Linked DNA regions of Rattus norvegicus: region 2 is linked to region 1. A link is a contact called in public Hi-C data. All regions are on one chromosome and are shown on one strand. The core of a region is the stretch at or near the end of the contact, and the rest is flanking DNA. Distances in the headings are between cores, read along the strand shown.

Evidence for each region. A called contact is a pair of places that touch in the nucleus more often than the background predicts.
Region 2: a Hi-C map of mammary epithelial cells shows a contact between it and region 1, with 1.6 times the contacts expected there. The contact joins the promoter of Klhdc8b here to the promoter of Tcta in region 1. A contact is called at or near these places in 2 of 12 Hi-C or Micro-C datasets (mammary epithelial cells and psoas muscle).

What each region holds. Positions count from the first base shown.
Region 1 is chr8:117,867,662-117,874,419 of GRCr8, forward strand. It overlaps Tcta (T-cell leukemia translocation altered), which reads right to left and starts at 2,451. Exons shown (of 3, transcript NM_001014005.2): 1 at 2,198-2,451; 2 at 1,816-1,870; 3 at 1-767. The coding sequence starts at 2,420. The coding sequence ends at 725. It also overlaps a transcript of Rhoa not described here.
Region 2 is chr8:118,022,497-118,029,254 of GRCr8, forward strand. Klhdc8b (kelch domain containing 8B) reads right to left here and starts at 2,606. Exons shown (of 6, transcript NM_001007685.1): 1 at 2,491-2,606; 2 at 1,088-1,594. The coding sequence starts at 1,463. It also overlaps a transcript of Ccdc71 not described here.

The DNA of each region.
Region 1 (6,758 bases), core at 1,201-3,700:
GCAGGGCACAATGAAGTCACTGCACTAACTGCTTAGTACCTCCCTAGGCGGGGGCGAGTACAGACCAAAGAAGCCTGTGGGTACTGAAACAGTGGAGAAGCTAGCCAATGCCAGGGGCTCTTAGTGAGATGTCTCAGGGACTCAACTTGTCCTCAAAAAGAACAGAAATAAGTCCGTTGGGAAGTGATAACTTCCTCGCCTGCCTCAGACCTGGACAATTCTAGATGGGCCAGGGAGGGACAGGTTTGGTGCCCTCATCCAGGCCAGGATTAGCTGGCTTTCTGCCTACAAAGCGAGGTCAAGGAAATCAGGGCCCATGGGAGAATGGACTTTCCTTCTAAATCTCAGAACTGGCTAACCTCAAGATTTCTCTTACAAAGACAAACTACTCTTAAGATCACATCCCCAAGGGGATGAGTAAGTCAGGAAAAAGCCAAGGTGAGAAAAGGGACTACTGACCTCCTCAACCAAAATGTTTCTCAGCTATGACCTTGACAAGAAGGCTTTCCGTTTGTTGGAGACAAACTTCACCTGCCCAGTACCTGACGCTGTTGGAGGCAAGGCTGAGGGCAGTGGAGGCTCACCCTGGGAGCATCATGGTACTCCAGTCCCCCAACCCCAAGCCCTCTGCAGTTGCCTAAGGGGTCTGGATAGCAGCAAGGTACAGCACAGGAGCCAGCAGACCCAGCGATATCTCTGGAGACCCTTCTCCTGCTGCCTTCCTTTATTCTCTGTGAGTTTTGAGAGCTTCATTTGCTGCCATTTCCCTGAAAGTAATAGAGAGAAGCAAGGTTATTTCATTGATAGCAGAATAGCCCCTGACATTGGTTCTTCTGTAGCCCCTTCTTCGCTAAGCTGGGCTCAGTACAGCTTACGGTAGAATCTAGACTTCTCTACTGATCTCTCATGGTCTTTGCTGGGTCTACCATTTTCCTACCTTATAGTGCTTAGCTAAGACAGTGGCGACCTTCCTAAACCACGTCTTGCTTTCACTCTTGAAGCCCTTTGTCTACTTGCCATAAGAAGGAAGTTATAAAAGCAAATTAGATTAGGCTACTGACTTGCTGAATCAGCCCCTCAGTTGTTCAGAGTTCACAATCACAGCCTGATCTAGAATCCTAAAGTTACATTTCCCCTTGCTACTGGGCCTTGTTTTTCTCATTTTTTTTTTCTTATGCAGTATTCTGTGCTGCTTTTTTTCTCTTTGGTCTCAGCTGAGGTATTAAGAGGTGAAGAGGGCGCCCTGGGGCCTTTGCATTTGAACTTCTTTCTCTTATAAATCTCTTGCTTCCCCTGAGTCTGAGTGAGTAGAATCTGAGTTGTCCTTGTTTTCAGGCCTACTGTGACCTCTGCCATCCGGTAGAAGCTCAGAGATTAGCTGAATGAAATGTCCTGATAAGTAAGCTGTTGTTTTTAGAGATTAGGAGGCTGACTTGATGAGGTCCTATGCTAAGAATAGAGACTGGTAGGCTGGAGGTTATAGCTGTGTTCAGTACTTGCCTAGAATAGATGTTCTTGCTTTCCTAACGAAGGACTTCCCAACCAAGGGAATTGTTTCCAACAGACCTGTCACTTCATCTTTCTGAAATTATGGTAACACTACCATCCATCCCCACTGAATATGCTGATGAGAGGCTCTAAAGGCACTGGGAACCCCCATTTGGAATCCTGAGCTCTACCTTTAGACTCGGAGGATTCTCCCAAAGGCCACTAAGCTGGTGCACTCACATCCTGAGAGTTCTCTTCCCTGTTACCAGCACTCCAGTGTTCTCTGTCTGTCAAGCATGGGGTTGGGATAGACAGAAATTTACTCACCATGAAGGGAAATGTGTGGAGCCATCAGGTGTGGATCCATTCTGGCCACCCAGACCTGGAGGCAGGAACACACCCAGAGCTGCAGGAGGCTGAGGGTGGGAATCTGAGCAGGCATTAGCCTGGGTCGGGTCAGGGGCCACTGGTATAGTTCAATAGAGATTGAGGCTGGGATACTAGGGACTAGTGGTATTGCCCAGTAAGGGTTTTGAGAAACAGTTACAACGTGATGATGGACAGGAGGGACTTCTGGTGTAAAATGGTAAGGGATGTAAATCTGGGTACAATGAGGCTGTGGTAGTCTATGTGGACACAGGAGAACCCAATGGTACAGTCTGGTGGTGGTAGGGACAGCCGGGCCAAGGAGGTTCGTAGGGAGCCTCACCTGGACGGTGATACAACCCGGTCACTGTGTTCCCGTAGAACCCCCACGCCAGCTGGATGCCCAGGAGACTTAACACCAACCAAAGCAGGAGAAGCTTGAAGAGAGTCACTCGCATATCTTGTGTCTCCCACTCCCGCAGAAACTCGCTGCCCAGGGTGCCCAGCGCTCCGAGCACCGTGGCGGGCAAAGCTTGCAGAAACTGCCCAGCCCAAGGCTCCGCCATGACTGGCCAGCGCCCCACCGGGTGTACTGTCACTGTAGTCTCCACTGCGCAAGCGTATGGTCTTCCGGGGTTAGGCCTGTCAGTGCGCACGCGTAATATAAAGCAAGGAAGATCTACTTCGCTTGCGCGAAGTGTTGGCAGTTTGGGGAGGGGTTTTAAAACCGCGCAGGCGCACCCAGCCCCACCCTGCTTACTTAGAGGATGAGTGATTCGGTGAGTATAAAATAGCAACTCGGTCTTTTATAGCCCCGGAGTTCCCGTGATGCTCCACGCGACTGCCGTGATTGGTTAAGCGTCTGGCTTTTAGGGCGTGGATGCACTCTTGAGCAATCGTGGCTGAACAGGGAGTGTGCGCGCGTGCGCGGGGCCGCGACTGGCGCCAGCTCGAGCCCGCAGGGCGCTCGGGGGCGCGCACGTCGCTCCCCGCCCTCCCGCCACCGCCCGCCCTCGTTCGCTCGCGCTCCCCGCCCGCCGCCCGCGGTCCTCCGTCGGTTCTCTCCTTAGCCCGCCGTCTCCCACGGAGCTGCTCGCCCTTGTCTCGGAGCTCGCGGACTCGCGGACAGGCGTCCTCAGCGCGAAGAGGCCGGATTCGGAGTCGTCGTCTTGAGGTGAGCAGGAGCATTCCCTCCAGCCGCCTCGGCTCCGGGCCCCGCTGGCCCGCTGACCGGCCGGCACTTTTCCGGCCTCCGGCCCGTCGACTGACCGCGGTCGCGCCCCACCTGCTGCTCTCAGCTGGGCAGCCCCTCGCCCCGGCCCCTGACCTGGGGCCCCGCGCCCGAGGCGGCGGCCCCGCCCGCGCAGTCCCCGGAAGCGCGCCCCGCCGCCTCCAGTCCCCCTTCCCCCGCCCGGCCGGGCCTGGTGGAGCCCTAGCCGCCCGCCCTCCCCGTCGCTTCCTCTCAGGGCTGCGCCGGGCTGGGCGGGGGCTCCCGGCCGGCCCGCGACCGCGCTGGGGTAGCCTACCACTGCGAAGCGCGTGTGGCTGTCGGGAGTTGAAATAGGCAAGAAACTCTTGTACAACTCCATTTTGCCTTTTACATTGAACGAGGATCATTAATCACCGTTTTATACCGTGTGAAGACAGTGAGGCTTTGGGTGGATTTTCTGTTTTCTTTGCCGTATTATTGGAAGTTGTGTAAGTAAAAGATTGTTTTGAAATCTTAGCGGTTATGACTGTATGGGGGAAGGTATTTTCCAGTCGAAAAAACCACTTAATTTGGCGAGGTCGCATCAAAATAGATGCATTTCTACTTAAAGTTAATAATTCAATTAATAATCACTGATGGGTTTCCCTTTCAGGTCGGTTTCATAAAATTGCATTTTTGCTCCTAAGTGTTTTTTTTTTAAGAAACAGTTCATGTTTAGTAGTTTATAGTGGAAAATTTGACACTATTTTTTTTTTTTGCCCCAGAATTGGTTCTAATTGTATTTTCTAATAGTTCTCATTAATTTTTGACCTGTTGGTTATTTATTTGGTTCTGTCTTTTGACATTCTTTTGAAATGTGTTTATTGCATGTTATATATATATTAGACATGTATAATATATAATACATATATAATATACACTCCCCATGCAAATCTGGAAGGGGGAAAACTCATACTTTAGGATGCTGTATGTGGTGAGAATTTTTAGCCACTAAGTGTCACATGCCCAAATGTGTATGTACCATGTGGAATGTTTCTTCACCTTTCACATGGCTAGTTTGAGCATTTGACACTAAGTATTATTAAATTAAAAATACAAGGCTAGGTTTTAATGTTGAAGACTCTGAGAAGTTTGGAGGATTTGATTTCTCTGGAATAGCGACGTTTCGTAGAGACATAAAATATCTGGAGCTTGTTTTTTTCCTATTTTATTTTCCTCTTTGGTGTTTGAAATTAAACTCAAGGCTTGGGGCATAGTGAACAGGTGCTATACCACTGAGCTTCATTCCAGCCCTACAACTAACTTTGGATCAAAGTCTAGTGCTCAACTTACATGACCTCTACTCAAAAATCTGGAAGGGGAAAATAGGAACATATCCACTTTACTGCTTTTTTTCCCCCTAGTGTAGTATTTTAGACTTGGGGGAAAAAAAACTATTCCATGTGTAGGTATGGGACTGAGCTTAGGAAATTTTTCTCTTTCCTTTTCTGTCTGTCTGTCTTTCAAAAGGCTTACTACTCTGCAGAGAGAACATTGGGTGTGATAATAGAACCATTGACCTAAGACTTTAAAAAATGGACACTGGGTGTGACCTGAGACCTGGAACTTAATTTGTAGATGAAGCTGGCCTCTAATTTTCACAGTGCTCTTAGTTCTGCCTCCTGAACATTGCTGGGATCACTGGGTGTGTGCCACCATTCCTGGTGAGAGTTAAAATGTTTGAAGGTTAGACTAGAACTATTTTTTCTGTTATTCTCCATGTATTGTCAGTTAAATCAGGGGTTCTAGGTTACTTTCAGTTCTTTACCATGCAGATTGTGCATATTTGGGGAGGATCTGGTCAGTCCATTTACCATACAAATTTTATGTTTTTGTTTTTGTAAATAGTTCCTTTTTGGCTAGGCCTTGTATTTGAGTGTGTTAGTTTTCTTTTTTTTTTTTTTTTTTTTTTTTTTGGTTCTTTTTTTCGGAGGTGGGGACCGAACCCAGGGCCTTGCGCTTCCTAGGTAAGTGCTCTACCACTGAGCTAAATCCCCAGCCCCCGTTAGTTTTCTTAAGACCCGGTTTTTGGGAGTTTACTGTTAGCAAAGACAAAATAATGAGGTCCAGCTAGAATGTTCTCAGGCCACTGTAGGCCCTTTGACTCAATTTTAAGTGGAATTGGTGAGAATCTGCTTGTATTAAGTGCACCATGGTTTGTACACGTGTGAGAGTGGTTTTGTTGGGAGTATTTTTATAGTCCTTATACTTTCTCTGTTTGCCATTAACTCCTTTAAAAGTCCAGCTTGGCTATTAGGGGTGTAAGTTATTAAAAGAACAGATTTTCAGGTGCCTCTTAGCCTATCAGGTGGATTTGAAGTAAGAAGAGGTTGAGTAGAAAAAGCCAAAATAGTCTTTTGACTAGAGCCAAAAGATGAGTTAACTTCATTAGAAGACTAATTTAAGATCAATGGGTTTTTGTAGACAGTACATTTAGTTCTGTTGTATTATAGCTACTAGTAATGATGACAAATTGTGCATAAATGTTGAATTTAAAAATCGGAAGTAGATGAGGTGACAAACCTGTAATGAAACATTCCCAGGAGGTAGGAGGATTGCAGATTTGAGGCCAGTCTAGGCTATGTAACAAAATCCTGTCTCCAAAAAAAAAAAGTTCCTAATATTGTCCTTTCCTCTTAATGCTCCTGTCCAGTGGAACTCAATTGCTATACCAATGCATTAATAATTAACTGTGTTACTTATCTGTCTTTGGTACTGGGAATTAAACCTAACTTTGATTTGTAGCTATATTATTAGCCTCTAAATTTTAACTGGTTGATTACTTTTCAGCCTGAGGCTTTAACCCTGATCATTACATGTGCTTGGCAAGGGCTGTGCTGCTGAAGTATGTCCCGAACTCTGATTTTACTTCTGAGATAGTTTTATTACATTGTCAGGGTATGATCATCTGCAGCCTAGCCTGGTCTTGAACTTTGAACCTTCCTCAGTCTCCCCAGTAACTGGGTTTATAGGCCTATACTGTCAGTCCCAACTATAACTGAGTTTCATTTATTTATTTACTTACTTATTTTAGAGACAATTACACTCTACATGAGGCTAGCTTGGAAACTTAGATTGTGGCCTAATTAGTCTTGAACTTGTAGCAGTTTCCCTTAGCTTAGGGTTGCAGGTAAGAGCCACCATACCAAGCTTATAATATTTAAGTATGAATCTTACTTACTGTTAGTGTTTTTGGTGACATTAGATATTTGTGACAATAAGTTTTGAAAGTGATTTGAAGTTAATTATTGTAAAAAAAATCCCTATTTCAGGTGACTTCTTGTTTGATTTCTGAGACAAGCTCTGTCTGGCTTGGAGCTTTGTAGTCCTGGCTGACCTCACCATTGAGGTGGTCCTGCTTCAGTGTCTAGTGCAGGAAGCACAGGTGTGAGCCACCATCCCAGACTCGTTTCTAACGTATGGATGGTGCTGTAGTATTTTAAGTGAAGGTTTGTATGTTCATAATTATGTAGACCATGTGACTGAAAACAAGCTAGGCAATAAGGCTGCTTATTCTGGGTGTTGGTGTCTCAAAAGAAGCTGAGTGTACTTAACTTTCCTTTTGACTGTGCCTTTTTGATACTAAGTGATCAAAGTAAGAAACACAGGACTGTTAAGTTGTAACTAAACTGCAGTTCATACTGAACTGAACTTG
Region 2 (6,758 bases), core at 1,356-3,855, 150 kb after region 1:
CCCACCCTGACAGCTCCCTTGGTCCCAGGGGCAGGAAAGGAGACCCATGTACTTATTAAAAACTTTGCTGCCCATCTGAAGTGGGAGCTAGGAGAGCTGGGGTTCCAGCTTTGGCCTAGGCCCCTCCAAGTGAAGAGCAGGAGGCAGCTGATCTAATTATAATCCAGCATGGTCTCCCTGGAGACGCTATGGCAACCAAATCTGGCATTTTAGCAGGCTAGCCTGGGACTGGTGGTCAGACCTGGAGGCCACAAGGGGTGTGTGCGTGTGTGTGTGTGTGTGTGTGTGTGTGTGTGTGTGTGTGTGTATAGGGGGTAGGTCTCCTAAGGGGATGAGGGTAGCTTAAGATGGTAGTAGGAGCTATAAGGAGATTTGTTCAGCGTGATGCTCAGTCTGGGAAGGGAACTTTGGGGATCAACTTGGTGAAGGCTTGGGCCTGAGAGATGAGCTTGGGCCTGGAGGATAGAGGTGCTGGCCACAGCAAGCCTCAGGCACCGTGTCTGTGTCAGCACCTCTGCATCTCTGCAAGGTGCTGTTTCAATAGAGCCGTTAGGTGCTCAGAGTCAGCTAGGGGCACATCCACAGGCCTTTGGGTGATATGCCAGACTGCTAGGGGCTTCCATGGCAACCACCTCCCCGCCCCCCATGGCAACCATCTCCAGGTCCCCTTGGCCTTTGTCCACATCAGGATCCCTGGTGTGTGCTGGGGATGAAGAGGGGGGGTGCTAAGCACTTAAGCACTTGCTGGGCTCCGAGCCAAGGCCTTGCTCCCCTTCCCCCCCATACTATTTATAACTATGAGAGTCATTAGGCCACACCCCCCCCCACTGGTTCTTAGTTACAAAGAATAGGACAGGGTAGTGGCGAGGTCTCCCATCTTCCTGGGGGGGGGGGCTTCTGGAATCTGACCCCCACCTCAAAACCCAGGAAGTGCAATTAACAGTGAGCAAGCCTAGGTAAGAGAAGAGACTGGAGGCAAAGCCATGTCCAAGGCAGTACTTATCCAGTCTCTGTGATAATAGACTCGGTCAAGAGAAAAGAAAAGGAAGCTTGTTGGGTCACCTAAGGGTCGCTCTAAGCCACTCACCTCTCTCCACAGTCGCAACACCCATGGCTGCTTGAGGGAGGGTCGCCCGGCGCTCCCAGCGGCCTTCATCAGCCAAGAAGGCCTCCACAGCAGCTACTGGGCTCTGGACTTCATCCACGCCACCCACCACTAGCACCTGCTTACCCAGAACCACAGCAGCTGCACCAGCCCGGGCGGTGGGCAAGGGTGCTAATGCCAGCCATGTGTGTGAGGCCATGTCCAATGTCTCAGCAGTGTCCAGAGGTAACCCAGCCCGGCCACAGCCCCCTAACACCAGCAGGTGTCCATCCTGGTGCGCCACTGTGCCATAGACCCGGCAAGTGGGCATGGGGGGGAACACCTGCCAAGCAAAGGCCTGGCCACCTCCTGCAGCCATGTTGCTCACTGCCAGCGGCAGGCCATCCGCTCAGGCTGCGGGCCTCACTGGGGGGATACGATAAGGTCTCATCTTGATTCTGTCAGGGCTGGAAGGGTGTGTCAGAGCAGTCCAAAGGACCTTGCCTTCACCTGGAGGAGAGATGGAAACCAAAGGGTCAGGGCAACTGTCAGGAAACAGATGAACAACATGTAGCTGAGGGCAGACCAGGCCCAAAAATCACTAGTGGAGAAGGACCCACCACTTTGACTAGCGCTCTACTGGTGAAAGATCCTTCTGTAGTGGGAAGAATAGATTCCAGATACCCAGTTCTCGTAGGAGCATGAGGGATTCCTCCCACTCCAACCCTAAGAACTAGTAAGTAGTAACTAGATCAATTTAGAGTGGAAGGGAAGATAGACCCCAGCTCTCCAACCTAGAGCCCTTCCTATCCCGACAAGTCTCATCTTGGTGCTCCAAGAGAGCTCTGTATCCTCACACACTGGCAGCTAGTGTGCCTTGAACAACCTGGGCCCAGCCATCAGGGTCTCTCATCTTGTAGTCCTTACAAGAAGGATCTTCTACGAGGTACAACCACTTATATCAGCAAAAGGCCAGTCTCATGTGGGAGACTCAAAGGGGATAGACTCCAAGATTCCACACTCCCTTTGAAGTCTGTCCTCATGGGTGTGGCGATGCCAGCAGATCTCCTGCTGAAGAGGTACCAGAGGCTGGTGTGGAGAATCTCTTGAGTACAGGATTAGAAGGTCCCTGTAGGAATAAACAGCTGGATTCCTGACACCCCCCAACCCCACAAGAGCACATTCCTTAGCCTCCCTTTGCTCTGTGTGTGTGTGTTTGTGTGTCCATATGTCAGTGTGTATGCTGGGGGTCTCTACTCTCAGTCCAGGGATTTGACAGGACGGCCTCCTGGCCCCAAACTTCCAACTCAAAGGAGAGTGGGGGGCGGGTCTGGTTAGTGGGTTTAATTAAGGCTCTATGCTTCATGCCCCAAACTTCCCCTGAGCGAGGCTCCCGCGGGACTCACCCGCTGGATCTCAGATGTCGCCAGGGCACCGGGTCCGCTGTTCCGCCTCCGCTGACGCTGGCTCTGGCTAGGGCTGAAGCTGGGCTCCGGTGGGGCTCCCGCACCGCTCCGGCGTGGGGCGGGGCTGGACCAGGTCCGCCCCTCGCTCCCCCCTCCCCAGATTCGGGGAAACCTCCTCCCGCCTTAACTCTGCACATGCCACGGCAGGAGTAGGGCGCACCGACCCACGGTCACCGAAAATGAACCGAGAGGCATATGGACGTCCGCCCGACCAGGATTTAGGGTTCTACCTGGGGCGATGATAGAAATGAGGCAGCGGCGAGCAACACAACACCGGTATGGTGGGATCGGAGGCGGGTGTCGTTCTGAGTCGGATCCACTCTGGGTGCAATCATCCAGGAGCTAGCCAGTGGAACCTGGGGCCTTTAGGGGTCGGAGCCCGCCCATCACAACTGAGCTTGGCGGTGCCCAACCACAAGCTTCCCAGCGGCGCCCCCTAGAGGCCACTAGGGCTGTATGTAGCCTGGGCCTTTGGTTGGGGAGCCCCAGCAGCCCAGTCCTAACCACCACAGAGTGTACACTGAAGACTAGTAGTGTGTAGGGTGGAGCGGTAGACTGTACTAGCCTTAGGGCCTATTTGGACCTTCTTTACAGAAAAGCAGGTTATTTCTGGTTAGATCTGAGCTGAGGATGAGCTCAATCAGCCAGATGCAGGGAGTCTCTGTCTAATGTACTCTGGGCTCCTCTGAGGCCTGGGTGACTATAGCCAACACTGTGGTCATGTGATAACGAATTGTTGTGACAAAGACCCACCTGTAGTGAGAATTCTGAAATTTCGATTTCTTTAAAAAAAAAAATCAGAGAAATATTACAGGGCTATGTTTTTGTTTTAACCCCAGGTGTGGAGATAACGGGGTCTGCTTCCCAGCAGCAGACTATGGTTTGCCTGTGTTCTAGCAAAAGCATGGTCTTGCCAGCTGCAGATGGTTTCTGTGATTGTGTTGTGTTTGGAATTCTTGGAACTTGAGGGCCCTGAGGGATGAGGCGGGTGATTGTTGGTCATTGCGGGTGGGGTGGGGAGAGGACTTTGGAGTTTGTTAGTACTCAAAAGAAATTAGAGTCAACTCTCCTCCCCCCTTCTATCCTATCTAGTGATAGGGGTTGAAACTGGGGGATAAAGAGTGGGAAAAGAAAAACCCGCAAAGTACAAAGACCACTTGCATCCACCTATCTCTGATTGACACCTTGGCTCAGCCTATCTTAGGAGCATTCTGATCAGCTGAAGCCCCGTGGCAGATCTTGCCTCTGCCTTGCTCCTGCCTCTGCTCGATGCTTTGGACCCTTTTGTGTACAGTGTTTAGCTTCATTTTTCCTGAAGTAGATCTTGAGGCAATGACACAAGTGTGTGTGGCTAGTGTAGGAGGTGAAGCCAGGAAGCACCCTCAGAGGAGTAGCAAAAGACCAAGGAGAAGCAGCCAATAAGAGAGGTGCCGTCAGTCACCACTTCGAGTAACGGTGACCTTGGAATTGTGGGAAGTGATTAGAAACATGGGCCTTATATTGTTACTGCTCCCAAGAGCAAGGGGACCTAAGGAACTCATTTTCTCACCCCCATGGATCCTACATTGAAAGCTGTTTGGGGGTATTAATGCCTTTGCTTGCCCAAATTTGTGGCGGCCCAAACTGTGGATGAACCCTTCCTTATGACTAAACAGAGCCTACAGCTCTCTCAGGGATGGGCAGTTTGAAGTGGAGCACATGCCCAGAAAAGATGGTGTAAAGACTGGCCTCACACTGCACAGACCCTAAGAGGTCTCTCTACCGTCCAGTGCCACATCTCCCATCCCCAGGTTGCTCCTCACTTGGGGCTCTGGTATACAGCCCACAGGGATAGCCTCACATCCCCCACTGTCCCCTTTCTACGCCCCCTCTGCTTTCTTTCCAGCTGTTAACCACTTACAAGCATCTGCTTTTAAATGTCTCCCAGCCTAAGTCAAGTTCATGTCTTTCTGTTCCCCCTGAATTCTGAAGCCGTCTGTCCCCAGACACCACTTCCTGGTTATCTGCCACCTCAGGCTCTTGCCGGTTCTTCCTACAAATTGTTTTTGAAGCAGTTGCAGTTTTTGTTTGTTTGTTTCTAGACACGGTTTCTCTGTGTAACAGTCCTGGCAGCCCTGGAACTCGCTTTGTGGACTAGACTAGCCTGTAACACACAGGACAGAGACCTGTCCTCTGCTGCCTCTTCCTCCCCCTCAACCCCAGTGCTGGGATTAAAGGCCCCCAGTGAAACTTTTCTTTTTGCTTCTTTGAATCGGGGTCTCCTGTAGCTCAGGCTAGTCTCAAACTTTGAATTTCTGATTCTCTCCTCCCAAGTGCTGGGATTACAGACACTTCACCTTGCCCAGTTTACCTGTGAAGAAGCTCCAACTCAGAGTATGCTAGACAAGTGCGCTACCAATCGAGCTCTGTCTCCAGGCATCAGATTTGCTTTTGAAAAGTCACCACGTGTATTAGTCCGCATTCTCCAGGGAAACAAAACCAACAGAATGAATGAGAACCACAGGAACTTTAGACAACAGAAAGATGTTTGCAGGGTAAGAGCACTGGCTGCTCTTCCAGAGGAACTGGGTGTGGTTCCCAGCACCTACATGGTTGCTGAACTACAATTCTGTGGGATCAGAAACCCTTTACTGACCTCTGCAGGCACTGGGCATGCACATGACACACACGTACACATACAGGGAAACAGTCATACACATAAATCTTTTTTTTTTTTTTTTTTTTTTTGGAGCTGGGGACCGAACCCAGGGCCTTGCGCTTCCTAGGTAAGCGCTCTACCACTGAGCTAAATCCCCAGCCCTAAACATCAGGCATTCTTTTTTTTTTTTTTTTTTTTTTTTTTTGTTCTTTTTTTTGGAGCTGGGGACCGAACCCAGGGCCTTGCACTTCCTAGGCAAGCGCTCTACCACTGAGCTAAATCCCCAACCTGAGCTAAATCCCCAACCATACACATAAATCTTAAACAAACATTTAAAGTATAAAAGGGAGTTTAATAGACTGGCTTACATCCTACAGTCTGGGTGCTTCAACCAGACTGGCTCTCTTCACACTGGGCAGGCTAGGTGACTTCGTTCTGGAGTCTGGGTGTCTCAGGAGTTGCAATCTGGCACTAAGGGCCTAAAGGATTCCTAGAGAAACCACTAGTCTTCCATCCATATAGGAATCCCAAAGAAGCTAGGTTCTGATATCAGTGAAGGAATAAAGTGGCAGAGGCAGCAATGGTGACAGTGGTGGCAGTGGTGGCAGTGGTAACTATAGGGCTTTGTATGTTTAGGTGGGCAATTCTATCTTATCAATTGGATCAGATGTGATTGTGTTGTGTGTTCTTTCATGTAGCTACTTAAGTTTAAGAGAGTGTGGGGCGGCTAGCGACACTGAGCCACCACAGAGTTAGGATGTGTGTTTCTGGCATGATGACAGCCTGCCTTGGGAACTAGATGGGTTGAGAGATTGCTGCCAGGCTCAGAGGGAAGCCGTCGTCAGTGTGATATGGGATAGAGCAGAGCAGGTGAGATGCTTTGCTGACTGAGATGAAGATATCTACCAGATATCTTGGGGCACTGTGGTGCTGGACCTAGTGAGGGTAAAAGAAACCATTTTTTTTTATAATTTTACAACAACAGGTAGCAATGGTAACAGTGGTGGCAGTGGTGGCAGCAATGGTGGCAGTGGTGGCAGTGGTAACAATAGTGGCAGTGGTAATGATGGCAATGGTGGCAGTGGTGGCAGTGGTAGCAATGGTAACAGTGGGCCATGGCAGTGGTGTCAGTGGTGGCAGCAATGGTGACAGTGGTGACAGTGGTGGCAGTGATAACGATGGCAGTGGTGGCAGTTGTGGCAGTGGTGGTAGTGGTGACAGTGGTGACAGTGGTGGCAGTTGTGGCAGTGGTAATGGTGGCAGCAGTGGTGGCAGTGGTGGCAGTGGTGGCAGTTGGGGCATTGGTGGCAGTGGTGACAGAGGTGACAGTGGTGGCAGTTGCAGCAATGGTGACAGTGTTGACAGTGGTGGCAGTGGTGGCAGTTGGGGCATTGGTGGCAGTGGTGACAGAGGTGACAGTGGTGGCAGTTGCAGCAATGGTGACAGTGTTGACAGTGGTGGCAGTGGTGGCAGTTGGGGCATTGGTGGCAGTGGTGACAGAGGTGACAGTGGTGGCAGTTGCAGCAATGGTGACAGTGTTGACAGTGGTGGCAGTGGTGGCAGTTGGGGC